Linked DNA regions of Mus musculus: region 2 is linked to region 1. A link is a contact called in public Micro-C data. All regions are on one chromosome and are shown on one strand. The core of a region is the stretch at or near the end of the contact, and the rest is flanking DNA. Distances in the headings are between cores, read along the strand shown.

What was found. Hi-C and Micro-C count contacts between places; a contact is called where the count stands out from the background.
Region 2: a contact with region 1 is called in a Micro-C map of palatal mesenchyme, with 4 times the contacts expected there. The contact joins the promoter of Sema5a here to the enhancer-like site in region 1. A contact is called at or near these places in 1 of 39 promoter capture datasets (embryonic stem cells), 4 of 484 Hi-C or Micro-C datasets (the HL-1 cell line, brown adipocytes, neural progenitor cells and 1 more) and 1 of 115 datasets of contacts at active chromatin or transcription factors (embryonic limb bud).

The regions. Positions count from the first base shown.
Region 1 is chr15:31,314,569-31,321,199 of GRCm38.p6, forward strand. The region is part of intron 2 of Ankrd33b (ankyrin repeat domain 33B); the gene reads right to left. Among named protein-coding and RNA genes, the nearest start is that of Ankrd33b, 50 kb to the right of the region's middle. Within about 2 kb of position 4,088, at least 43 of the 459 cell types and tissues checked have an H3K27ac peak or open chromatin away from gene starts, as enhancers often do. A contact at or near this core is called in palatal mesenchyme, where this site is marked.
Region 2 is chr15:32,240,962-32,247,592 of GRCm38.p6, forward strand. Sema5a (sema domain, seven thrombospondin repeats (type 1 and type 1-like), transmembrane domain (TM) and short cytoplasmic domain, (semaphorin) 5A) reads left to right here and starts at 3,852. Exons shown (of 23, transcript NM_009154.2): 1 at 3,852-4,338. Snhg18 (small nucleolar RNA host gene 18) reads right to left here and starts at 3,701. Exons shown (of 2, transcript NR_038186.1): 1 at 3,421-3,701; 2 at 1-808. Snord123 (small nucleolar RNA, C/D box 123) reads right to left here and starts at 971; the gene lies at 884-971.

The DNA of each region.
Region 1 (6,631 bases), core at 2,838-5,337:
CTGCTCTTCCCTAGACCAGTGACTCTCAACCTTCTCAATGCTGACCCTCATGTTGTGGTGACCTGAAACCATATCTTTATTTCATTGCTACTTCGTAACTTTAGTCTTGCTATTGCTACGTATCATAATATCTGATATACAGGATATTGATATGCTATCCCTGTGAAAGGCTCGTGTGACCCCCCCCAAAGGGGCCACGCCCCACAGGTTGAGAACTGCTGACTTAGACAGTTTTACTTCTCTTTGGTGTTGTGTATGTGTGGGTACATGATCATATAGTTGTATAGAATAAGGAAACACAAACAAACAAACGAAAAAACATAGAATATTTGTCTTTTTGGAAACTTTTGTCTCCATATGTATCCATTTTCCTGCAACTAATGTAACTTACTTCCTTCTTTATGGCTGAAAAAAAAATCTGTTATGTCCACATACCATATGTCCTCATACATTCCAGCTGCTGGGCACCTAGGTGTGTTCTATAACTTAGCTGTTATGGATAATGCCACCATAAACACTGCTATGTAAGTACCTTTGTGGCTACAGCTCCTCTATTAACCTATGGGCCCTGTATACACCCTACCGAGATCACCCAGCCTCCCTTCATCTGACTACCTGATGCACTATCCCTTCCAATATTCATCCTCTGGTTTTGGCATCAGCATTTGCACCCTGACCCGCAGTGTGCTAAGGTGAGCCAGAGCCCTCTAACTTGCCGCAGACTCCAGGCTCGGTGAATCCAGAGACGCTCCCTTAGCAGATCCTTAATAATAAACCATGATCCCATCGTTTAAAATTAAATGGCCACGAAGTAAGCAATCACCAACTCGTTCAACATTGTCACAAGCACAAGACCCTTACGGCTAAGGGTCTTCCTGTCACTAAAAACAGGGACAGATGAAAAAGGTCTTCCTTTATCTGTGCAAAGCTGAATTCGAAATGGAAACTGTGGGAAATATCTAATAATAAGAAAGGGGGGAGAAATGGAAACACAGCAGCGGTCCCAGCCTCTGGGTCTCAACCCTTCCCACAGGATCACACGGCAGATACCCTGCATATCAGATATTTCATTATGATTCATAGCAGTAGCAAAATTACTGTTATGAAGTAGCAACGAAAATAATTTTATGGTTTTGGGTCACTACAACATGAGGAACTATGTCAAAGGGTTCCAGCATTAGGAAGATGCTCAGTGTTAGAGGATTTGGTTTTCCAGGGTCTTGTCTGACTCAGTGTAGTTCTCCAAATCGGGCCAGTAGAGGGAGCTGTTGGCTTTGGAAATGCAGTACCCCAGTAGGCGTGCTGGGATACCCGGGGAATCCCTATTAGAAGAGGGGAAAAGCCAGAGTTGGGCAGCAAAGGTGGAGAAGAGGAGGGAAAGGGAAGAAAGAGGAGGGAAGGGGAGGAAGGGGAGGGAAGGAGAGGAAAGGGAGGGGAGGGAGAGCAGTGTCTGAGCCCGCTCTGCCTGACTGAGTTGCAGTTAGTGTGCTAGAGCTCTGTAGTTTAGTGGAAGAGCAGGCAGGGTTAGGAAACCAAAGGCTTGCCAAATTCTAATCTTTTCTTTAAAACAATAGAAGAGGGAAGGAGGAGAGGGAAGGAGGAGGGAGAGGAGAAAACAAGCCCTTCCTAAAACTCAAAGTAAAACAAGATCCTGATGATTGGAAGTAATAAAACTATTGTTTTAAAAATGAAGGGCTTGGCCTGGACTCACAAGTGCATGAACACAGACACACACCCTTTCTCTCTCTCTCTCTCTCTCTCTCTCTCTCTCTCTCTCTCACACACACACACACACACACACACACACACACACACACACACAGACACACACACACACACACACACACACACACACACACAGCATTTTAAAATAACAAAGGAAGCCTTTTTTAAATAGGACTGACGAGGTGACTGGATGGCTCAGAGTTAAGAGCATACTCCTCTCTCTCAGAGAACCTAAGTTCGGTTCCCAGCACCCACTGCCCTTACAGTGGGTCCCCACATCAAGGAGCTCACAGCAGCCATGACCCAATCTGTTTTACTTTCATTTCTATTCCTGTGATAAAATGCCCTGAAAAAGAGGCAGTTTAGGGGAGAAAGGGTTTATTCAGCTTAGAATTCCAGGTCACAGTCCATCACCGCGGGGAAACTGAGGCAGGAGTTCAACCAGCTACTCACATCACATCCACAGTCAGGAGCAGAGAGAATGGATACACACTTGCTACTCAGCTTACCTTTTCTAAACACCCAGAACCCAGACTTGGGAGTGGGGTAACAGTGCCACCCACAGTGGGCAGTGTCTTCCTATATCAATTAATGTAATCAAAACAACACCCCCCCCCAAGACATGCTCAAAGTCAGGATAATTTAGACCATCCTTCAGAGACTCTTAGGTGATTCTAGGTTGTGTAAAGTTGCCAATTAAATCTAGCCATTGCTCCAGCTCCACACTAGACATCTAGGTGAGAGACAGAAGTGAACCTAGATGCTGTGAGGGCCAGGCACAACTGCAAGAGTCTCACAGAAAATGTTCCTAGTCAAGTCAAGGGGGGAAAAGATTAAAACCACAACCTCAACAGCATTATCCTAGCCATTTATGGTGGTTCTAATAAGAATGGCCCCCATTGGCTCATATATTTGAATGCTGGACTCCAGTTAGTAGACCTGTTTGGGAAGGATTGGAGGTGTGGCCTATTGGAGGAGGCATGGCCAGGTTGGAGGAGGCATGGCAATGTTGGAGGAGGCATGGCCAGGTTGGAGGAGGCATGGCCAGGTTGGAGGAGGCATGGCCAGGTTGGAGGAGGCGTGGCCAGGTTGGAGGAGGCATGGCCAGGTTGGAGGAGGCGTGGCCAGGTTGGAGGAGGCGTGGCCATGTTGGAGGAGGCATGGCCATGTTGGAGGAGGCATGGCCAGGTTGGAGGAGGCATGGCCAGGTTGGAGGAGGCATGGCCATGTTGGAGGAGGCCTGTCACCAGGGACAGGCTTTAAGGTTGCAAAGGTCAGAGAATAAAGAATGCTGGTGTAAAGTCTGACATTGGGTGGCATGGTTGCCATGGCTACTTGGGGACCTGCTGAGTGCAGACTAGTAAAACAGTGTTAAAGGAGGGAAGGTGGTCTCTCTCACACAAGTTGTAGTGACTTTACTGCAAGCAGCAATTTCTAGACAATGGTTGAAATTAAGAAATCCAGCTGATATGAGGGCTGTGGCCTCCCTGGAAAACCAACCACCTCACTTTTCTGTTTTTCCACGTGAACTCACGGTGCCTTTGTGCCCCTCTAAAGCCATCTCATGGGGATCAGCAGTACTGCTGCTGGGGTAGCTCCTGAGGGGTTCCCCCATGACATCTGCCAGGAGAACTTGAGACCCAGAACCTCACAGTGGGTCCCCTGATGAGCACACTAGCTTCCCTGATACTTGGTGACAGGTTCAGACTGTTAGAACAGGAACGCCTAGCAGAGGGTCTGGCACTCGGTGCTTTAACCAGCTCTGTACTAAACAGTGGGTGGATTAAGCAGGGCAGGTTCTACAGATGCAGGAGCCAGTCTGTGAACGCAACTTGCCATGGGGCTAAGGTTGCTTCTGACATTTCCAAACAAACTAGGAAAAAAACTTCATCAGGCTGAGACAATTAAGACAAAAGAGGGGTGCCAGGGATGTCAGAAGTAGAGGGTTTGCTCATAGTAAGTACATGAGAGGCCCTGGGATTGTCCCCAAGCACCAAGGAAACGCTTTTCAATTTACATTTTAACAGATGTGCATACCTCCTCCCTATGCAATTTGCTGAGCTGGAAGCCTGGGCAGCCAGAAGCAGGTGGGAGCCTGGCTGGTGGGGGTGGGCAGTGGTGGGGGTAGATAGGGAATGGGCACAAACAATCCAGCCACATACAGGGTGGATGAGCAAACTGGCAAGCAGGGGGCAACAACAGAAGCCAGAGAAAGAGGAAAAAAAAAAAAACACCATTAGAACAAAACAAAAAGGAAAGAACAGAAAATAGGTTCTCTTTTTAAATCCAAGAAACCCTATGCAGACATCAGGCACTAATTACCGTTGCCTCGGCAGGGCTGTCTTAACAGACCTCCGGCCATATGTGGCCAAGAACAGCTGCCAATGTGGCCCAACCCAAAATTGTAGCTGAAATGAAAACGTTGAGGGTTTCCTTGTTGCTGCTTTGTGCGGTTTTGTTTGCTCTGTTGGTGTCTGGTTAGTTTGTTTCTGTTTTTCATAACTGAATGGGTCAGTATCAGGTCCCAGCCCTCCAAGGTGACAATGTGGACTCAGCTGAGGTTGCCCTCCAACCATGTAAACACTCAGCAGTCCTCAGAAACTGTGTAAAGTAGGTTTCTGTTTGCCAGAAGTCTTTTTTTTTTTCTCTCTCTCTCTCTCCCCTCCAACAGACAGTCCCCCAACCTCCAGAGAGGGCATCTAGTTCTCTATCAACTCCGGCTCTCTTCTCTCTGATCCTCTCTCAGTCCCTGAAATATAGCCATGGTAGAACCCCACCCCCACTCTCTATTTTACCTATAATAAAAAACCTTCCCCCTTAATTATGGAGTGGCTATTTCCATGGGGTTTTTGTTTGTTTTTGTTCATTTTTAGCTGCCCGCCTTGCACACATCCAGTCTCAAGTGTGAATGTGAACCCTGTAGACAATAGCTTCATGTTGCAATGTCAGAAGGTTGGACACGCCTTCTGGGAACCAGGAACCTTGGAAGAGGAGAAGTCTTTGTTCCCACTCACCCCTGACTCCTTGCTTGTTTCTTTCCAAACACTGGGTATCCATCCCACTTATCCAAGCAGCACACAAGGAAAGCAGCCAGGCCTTGTGTCGGGAGCCTTGCACGGTCAAATTCATCACCTTCCAGCTGCTCAACCCAGTCAGGGGCAGTGGATGTGACCATGCCGCCCCCAACCCTTTGATGTATGGCAGCCACCCTAGCCCAGTGACAAACTCAGGGCTGCCTGAAGCAAGCCCCCGTTCCCTGGGCCAGCAGGTACCAAGCACCCTAGGCAAAATGTCAGCTCAACTTCTGCCACGGACCCCACGCCATTAAAAGAAAAGAGTTGAGGCAGTGGGGAGCAGAGAGGAAAGAGTTCACAGCCCTAGGCTATGAGAAAGTCCCATTACAACCACTGACCCTGGGCTCCGAGCACAGCTCCAGAACCTCCGGCTCAGGGCCCAGGTCATCAGGAAATTAAACCAGTACAGGAAAAGTGTGCCCCTATATAAAGAGAAGAAGCGGTCTTCAAGTGGGCAGAAAGACACTGGAATGCCAAACAAAGAGGGCTGTTTAACAGAACCTCAGCAGTGTCCCCAGGATGTCACCTAAGGGTGTGCACGGCTGCAGCGTAAAAATCTGGACATTCCTATGACCACAGACCATAGGTCTCACTCAGGACAGCAAGAAGGTGGGGTGTGACACCCAACTGCAGTGTGTGATACTGATGTCACATGGTTTAAAGAGCAGCCAAACTATTAGGGATATAGCTGTTGCAGAGCCCTTGTCTATAAGGATGTGGTAGGTAGGGGGCGTGAGGACTTTTCATCTCAGTTTGGAGGTACATAATCTGTGTCTCTGTTATATTTCTTATGTGCAGCAGTGCTAGGTTGTTAGCTACACTCCTGTCTTAGGAGATGTATGCTGAAGCATGCAAGGGCCAGGGGGTGGGTGATTGACCTGCAACTGGTAGGATAGCTAATCCCTGCTGTCACCTTTACCAAACTTAGAATTAACTAGGAGACACACCTAGTTAATTTCTACCTGAAGTGGAAATTTCTGGTCTCTTTGGAGATTCAGTTGTGTCATGTGATATTTTTTTCTGGAAACTGTCTTATGAGAGGATGTTTGGCTGAAGTAGACACAAGAGAGGATGCTTTGCTGAGAACAGACATGTGGTGTTGTTCTGGAAGCTGCCTGGGAAAGGGGCATGTGCTGTTTTGCTGGACTGTACCCCCAGACCACAGAGCAGATAAACGCCCCTTCCGTACGTTGCTTTAGTCAAGTATTTTCTGACAGCCGTGAGAAGAACTAATATGGGCAGTCAGCACACACACACAGCAAACAAGCGAAGTCACCGCTGCCACCTGGTCTTCGCCACTTTCCTCTGAACTCGTCTGGACTTCTCACAATAAAGCTTTGGGGAGAAATCCTTTGCCAGCACTGAAGCTGTAATCAAAGCCGTGGGGACTGAATAATAATGAAGCTACTCGGGGACCGTGAGGCATTTTCCAGCTCGGAAGACAGGGCTGTGGATGGAAGGGCCGCTCCACCCCACAGGTGAGAATAAATGCTGGAGGGCTGAGAACAAACAGACAGATGGGATTCTAGGAGCAGCTGGAAACTGTTTCCTGAAGTAAACACACACCCGGAGAGGGGCCCAAACAAGCACACAGGGAACCTGAGATGTGACAGCTAGCTTCTGAGGATTTTTAAAGATTTATTTATCACTTTCATTTTATGTGTATAATAAGTGTTTTGACTCTCTCTCTCTCTCTCTCTCCTCTCTCTCTCTCTCTCTCTCTCTCTCTCTCTCTCTCTCTCTGTGTGTGTGTGTGTGTGTATGTACTGTATGCATGCCTGGCGCCTACAGAGGCCAGAAGGGGGCGCCAGATGAACTGTAGTAAGGACAGT
Region 2 (6,631 bases), core at 2,602-5,101, 930 kb after region 1:
CCAAGCCAGACCCTAAATAAGACATTAGTCTGTAGAGAGGGCCATGCTTGAGGCTCTTTCACACATCCTAGCAGCCTAGAAATTTACCTTAAGGATGGAGAACCTGCACTTTGTATCATATCCAATTGTGCTCCTTCTTGTGGGTGTGAGATGTGAGAGTCTAAGCTCCTACAGTGTTCTTTTAAAACACATCTAGTCTCCTTAACACCACTCAGGAAGAGGGCATTTAAGACCAGAGAGCTTTGTTGGGGGGCGGGGGGGGGCAAAGGAACAACCTTAAAGGGGCTTTGGTGAATCCTGAGAGACCACAGGAGGCACTGAAAGTCTGTGCAATCTGCATCCCCTCTAGTTTAAAAGCCGTCCTCTGTGACAACATCCATGATAGACATCATGGTGTAACCTGTAACTGAAACTGTGGGTCTTCTGAGTACTACAGAGTACATAAAACCGAAGCAGCACCGAGCAATGCTACAGAGACATCAAACTTCCTTTCTCTGTGCCAGTGTAAAGGCGTGGTAAAATGGGCAGGGTCAGACAATCGTGGGAACCAGAGGGGAAAATAAACTATGGAATGGTTACTGTAACATATGCCAGGCTCATCTACAGGAAAACACAATGTAAAGAGGCCAGCACTGGTTTTTTTTTTCTTCTTTGTAATAATTGAGTAATAGTCTTGTTACATCTTATAGACCACAGTTAGGGAGTGTTCCCAGGAAAGCCAACTGTGGTCCACAGCTCTGTCTTCATGTCTCCCAGCCACGCTCTCTTCAGCTCCTCCCTGCTCCATTCTCTGGACTTTAGTCAGGTACTGGGAGGGAATATAAAGAAAAGACAAAATTGTTGTGTTAGTTGAAAGTCCTGCACTGCTTCATATTTCTGAACCGAATCTGCGGTGAGTCAGGAAATGGATGGCGTTTTTTCAAGTCACATGAATCAGCGCCCCAGAATTCATCATTTTCACCAATGGGTTTCTTTCACAGCTTTTCTCACTTTTGGCCCTGTACACAGGCCCACCTGAAGCAGTTGATGGTGTTGGGGGGATGGTGAAGCGGAGGGGTAGGGAAAGAAGAAGGGAGGGGGAGAACACTTTATCTTGATATCAACAAAACATTCTTGGCAAAATAACAAGCCCATTTAGTTAAAAATCTGAGGATTCAAGGTGCCTTTATCAAGGATTGCCTTCCAAAAGGGGAAAGCAGATTCTACTAGGAAAAGGAAATATTTCTAAATACTTAAAAACAATTGCATTTCAGAGTGCCTGCTCTGTGCTAAGCCTCAGCTGTGCTTTATTGAGCAGCTTCTTTCTCCTTTGGTGCTTGTGGGTCAAGCTGCATGAGAAGACGTGAGTGAGCTCAGAAAAGTTCACGAACTTTCTGCAAGTCAGTAGCAAAATCAGTGTCAGCTTAGGACCATTTCACCTCCAGGGGTTCTCAGCCTTCCTAAGGCTGCGACCCTTTAATACAGTTCCTCATGCTGTGGGGGCCACAATCATAAAATTATATCACTGCTACTTCATAACTGTAATTTTGCCGTTATGAATCATGATGTAAACATTTCACATGCAGGATATCCGCTATGCGACCCCTGTGAAAGGGTCGTTCACCAGCCAAGAGGTTGTGACCCGCAGGTCAAGAATCACTGTTTTAGACCAAGAAAGCACTCCAAATGAGGATTTGGTTTCTGGTCTTGTTTCTTAGAGATTTGTAATTCATTATCACTGATACATTTAACAATGGTATAGTGTAGTCTGTAAATGGCAAAAATCAAACCTACATCCTGCCCCAGTAACACAAATTCACTTCATTTAGAGGGTGAAATTCTATGGGATAATCCTCACGGTAAACAGCGCTTATGCCTCCAAGCTAAGAGTGAGTTTCTTTGTCTGCTTGTAAGTTTATAAGTTATCCCTAGGTGGTCCCAGGCTGGCCTTGAATTCTCAATCCTTCTGCCTCAGCCACCTGAGTGCACAGGTTTGATCTCCCTCATTCCTTTCTTCCTTAAAAAAAAAAATATTTTTTTTTTTAAAAAGATGTGCTAATTGTTTTTATCAGTTGACATTGAGGGATAAGCATAAGAAAGAGTGAAGTACATTTGAGTTTTAATTTGTCTTTCTCCACCCTGTTCTGCTCCACCCTGCCTTCCTGAAGGCTATAGGGTTCAAGTGTGAGGCTGAGGTCTTCCACTGTCGGCCCCTAGAAGGCCTCCTTCTCCCAAAAGTCTCCCAGACTGTTGTGCCACGTAGGCAAGAGAAGGGGAGTGCTCAGAATGGCGCTAGTTCCCACCCACTTCTGAAACAGCAGGGAGAAGCAAAGGAAGCCTATTAACTTTTCCGGGCAAGATCTAGAAGCCAGGAGCTGCCACCCCAGAGCTGGAAGCCAGCCAAGCATCTGTAGTAGATGTTTCCCAAACAAGCCCTAGAAGACATCTGCGTTGGGGCCATACTTTTCAGGCTCCACAATTGTAGACACAGCACACTCTGGGGTTGACATAGCCTCCAATGGACTCTTTCAAAAATGGTTTCGCCTAATTCTTTCATTTGAAGGTGACAGACACAACAAATTGGTGGCAACTTGTGCTTCTATTCACCTCCTCTTGAATCTCTGTGGTCCTGGATGAGCGGTGACACATTCCAGCTATTACCCGGTCCCTGTTTAGCATCATGGAACCCTCACAGAGGCCCCGAACTGTCACCGGCGCCCCTATCCCCTACCAGGGCACATTTGCAACCTGCCAATACCAGGATGTGATTGTGGCAAATGGGAACATCCTTAGGTCTTGCAGCTAAGAAACTCATTGATGAGGTTCCTTATGCAAAAGCACCCGAGGCCACCAACAAGGCCCGATATGGGAGGAAAACCTGAAGACATCGTTCCTTTACCCTATCCTGAGGGAAAAGGATCGCCAAGCATGGCTGTAGGGGCAGGGATCCACGGTTTCTGACTTTATCCTGTAATTTCCCCTCTTCACAACCTTGTATGTTGTTTAGAACTTGGTGAGTTGATCACTTCCTTAGAAGGAGAACTGAACAACGCGTCAATAAAGCTGCCTTCCCAAGGCATTTACTTTGCGTTCCAAGATAAACTTTTTGCCCCCATGCTCACTCAGTAAACTCCCAAGATACTTGCGGAGTACCAATTAGCCCAGCTGTTTCTGTCCATGAGGTAACCCTCTCCTAATTCCCATTAGGGCTACTTGGGAACCTCTTGCTCTATTTCCTTGGATGGCAGATTTATTCATTTCTCTGATCTATCCTTTTCAAGAACTGAGAGCCTTGCTGGGCCCAGCTCGCCTGTAAGAATCCGCGGCGGGCCCCTCACCACCCCCAAAGCACACCCCAGTCTTCTTATGATGACACAGAAGAACTGAATCTTAAACTTCCACTTTCTTCCCACCCGCGATCCGCCGGGGGCACGCACTTACCTGGAGCTTAGGCAGGCCTAGCAGACGCCACGTCTCTGGTTTGGGTTGAACTGCCTCCAGCCCTTTATACAGCCCATCCTGCAAAGTAGCCACGTAGGAGCCACCGGGCAAGGGGCGGGTAGCCAAAGAAGGTCTCTTCCAGGCGAGGAAGGGAGTTCGAAAAAAGTCACCAGTTGGGTGAGCTTGCACTCTGGTGGCACAAATAGAACTCCTGGGGTGTGTAGAGAGCCCCCTGGGGAGTGTTTGGGGGTCCCATCTCGGGAAGAGGCGGGGCTAGAGGAGGGGCCTGGGAAGGTCAGGGGTGGGTGGGGCGCTCAGTTTGCACGCGGGAGGGGCGGAGTAGGGGAGGTGCGGCGGAGGGGGCGGGGCGGGGGCGGGGCGAGGCGAGGCGGTCCTGTGCTCCCCGCCCCGAGCTCTGGGCCCGCTCACCCAGCGCTGGTCTACTCGCTAGGAAGGCGGCGTCAGCAGCGGCTGCTCACGCTGTGCCCACTCCCGCGCGCGCTGCGCTCCCGCCGCGGGTGGGCTCCTCAGCCCTTGGCTGACGGTGGCCCCAGCCTTGTGGCGACCTCTGTATCCCACCTTCCCACTGCGGGGGCGTCCCGGCACGTGCAATCCTTTTTGGGGGTGTTCTTGGTTCCCACGCGCAGCTACTAAGCAGAGGGTACCCAACTTTGCCACCTCACCGGTCGCCCTCTCTCGGCGCGAGCCTGTCCACTCAGCTGCACAACTGGAGACTCCGGCAGACTAGCTGGTCCCCAGCCTGGCGCGCTGCGAGAGGAGGATAGCTCTGGAGAAGTGGCGGGGTGCAGTGGTGGCGGCTGCCTCGACTTCCCTCGTAGTACACTGAAGAGGACCCTTGGAGCAGCTCCGGGCCCCGGGGCGCTGGATGACTAGCAGGAGGAACGCGCCCGGCATCTGGTGAGCTCTCTCCCCGCAGAGTCCCTGAGTGTCATAGCTGAGACCCTGCACGTGTGAACTGGACTCGGCACTGGTCCATTTGCGGGTGGTGTAAGTCTCTGGTAGGGTCACTCTGCAGACACCTGGGTGGGGACAACCTGGCAGAGGCGCGTGCAGGACTACCATCAAAGCGGGGGCGGTCGCAGTGGAGATAGTGCACGGGCTGGAAGTTTGTGTCTTAGCCTTTCCCTGGATACGAGCGTGGATTGAGAAGGTCCGGGTGTGCGACCGGTCAGTGGGCAAGCCTGCACCTCGGCCAGCACCTTTCAGGTACCCGTGGAGATCTGTGTGCGTAATCCGCGCTAGGCCAGGCTTGCTTGGTGGGATCTGGAACCGGGATTGGTGGTCGGAATCGCCTACCTCCCTGCACGGTGGACTAGGGGACATTTATTTTCCTGCTCTCTGCACAGGGGCTCTGCGGTGTTCGTGAAAATCTGGGGTTAGTGGGACCAGGGCACAACTCCGCCAGGGTGTTTTGCTGAGGAAGACTAAGGCAGGGATGGCGAAGCCTGGGGCTTCAGCAGGATGAGCTCCAATCGCAGAGCCCCCGTCTGCGGGCAGCCCAGCCGCACGCATTTCATACCCGGGTTCACGGTCTGGGGCCAGGAGAAGATCGGTGCTCAGGATATTCCGAGGAACTGTTGGAGGGGAGTGATCTCCGGCGATCGCCCTTGGAATTGGGCCCAGAGCGGGTAGGTCCCGGTCCCGGTACCCCTCACCTCCCGCCCCGGGCTTTGGCGGGAAGCGCTTTCACGTCCTTTTTTGTTGTTTGTACCTGGATGCGGTTGCCTTGAGTTGGGTTTTAACTTTCCTGCGCCTGCGGCGTCCCGGAGATTCCCGGCAGGGGGCGCCAAGAGCGAGCTTTCGGAGAGGATGTCACAGAGCTTGTTAGTGTTTTTGTCCTGGGCAAATGGGTCAGGGGTCCTAGGCAGCAGTAAAACACAGATTTTTGCTGTGATTTCCGCGCTAGGCCAGGCTTGCTTGGTGGGATCTGGAACCGGGATTGGTGGTCGGAATCGCCTACCTCCCTGCACGGTGGACTAGGGGACATTTTCCTGCTCTCTGCACAGGGGCTCTGCGGTGTTCGTGAAAATTTGGGGTTAGTGGGACCAGGGCACAACTCCGCCAGGGTGTTTTGCTGAGGAAGACTAAGGCATTTCATACCCGGGTTCACGGTCTGGGGCCAGGAGAAGATCGGTGCTCAGGATGTTCCGAGGAACTGTTGGAGGGGAGTGATCTCTGGCGATCGCCCTTGGCGATCCTCTTTTCCTCTCAAAAGGAAGAGTTGAGAGAAGTGTTCTCTTTACCCAGGAGAGCTTTTTAGCGTAGTTAAGCGACAGAAAAGTTGGACGGAAGCCGTCTATCTGGAAAGGTTTCTTCCTAAGACACATTCCTACAAACTCCTCAGGGTACACATTTTTCTCCTTTGACAATTGGACTTAACAATTGAAACTGCGCGAAGGTATAAGAGTTATGTGTAATACGGAGAGGAGGTTCTGCTCCTAAGCAGCACATTGGTTAAACACCGGGTGTTAAAATTAATGCAGTGTATTTATTTATATTTTTAAAAATAGCTGTGTGTCCAGGCTTGTCAGGAAGAGCCCTGTTTTTGAAGTGCAGATGCGTTATTAAATACAGAATTCGTCTTTTATAAAGATAAAACTAGCCCTTAATAGGAAACGTTTTAAATACCCAACTAGGGTTGCCAATTAATGTTGTTTTTCATCTTTTGAGAGAGGGAGGAGTTCCTCTCTTGGAGTAAAAAGTTCACTGTTGCACTTCAGGCTTAAGCAGACACCTTCTGTTGTAGATCATTGAAACTACTTTTCTTTCCTGTGTTTACTCCAAAAGAAGTGTGCATTTCTTTCTGCCCACTCACATTTCTTCTGCACGTTTGTTTTCCATGAAGAAGCAGTTCCAAGTGTAGTTGTTTGAAACATAGACTTCCTGCCGTGAGTTTATTATAAAAACTTTTGAGACAGTGGCTCACCCAAGATGCCGACTGTTGTCACAGTGTGTGCCCATTCAGCTGTGAAGTCCATGTACTGGTATCAGCTTTTATGCGGCTGTAGTCAATACATACTTTTCCTCACATGGGAAATAAGCGATGCTCATCATTTGATGCCTTTTAAGCCGCTGCTAACTTATTTGGTTGCCTTAATGGCAAACAGCTGCAGGATCCCTGCTGAGAGCAAAGACTTTGGTCTTCTGGGTAGGGAAGACTGTCTTGGACCAGAGGAAGTATTTTAAGGTG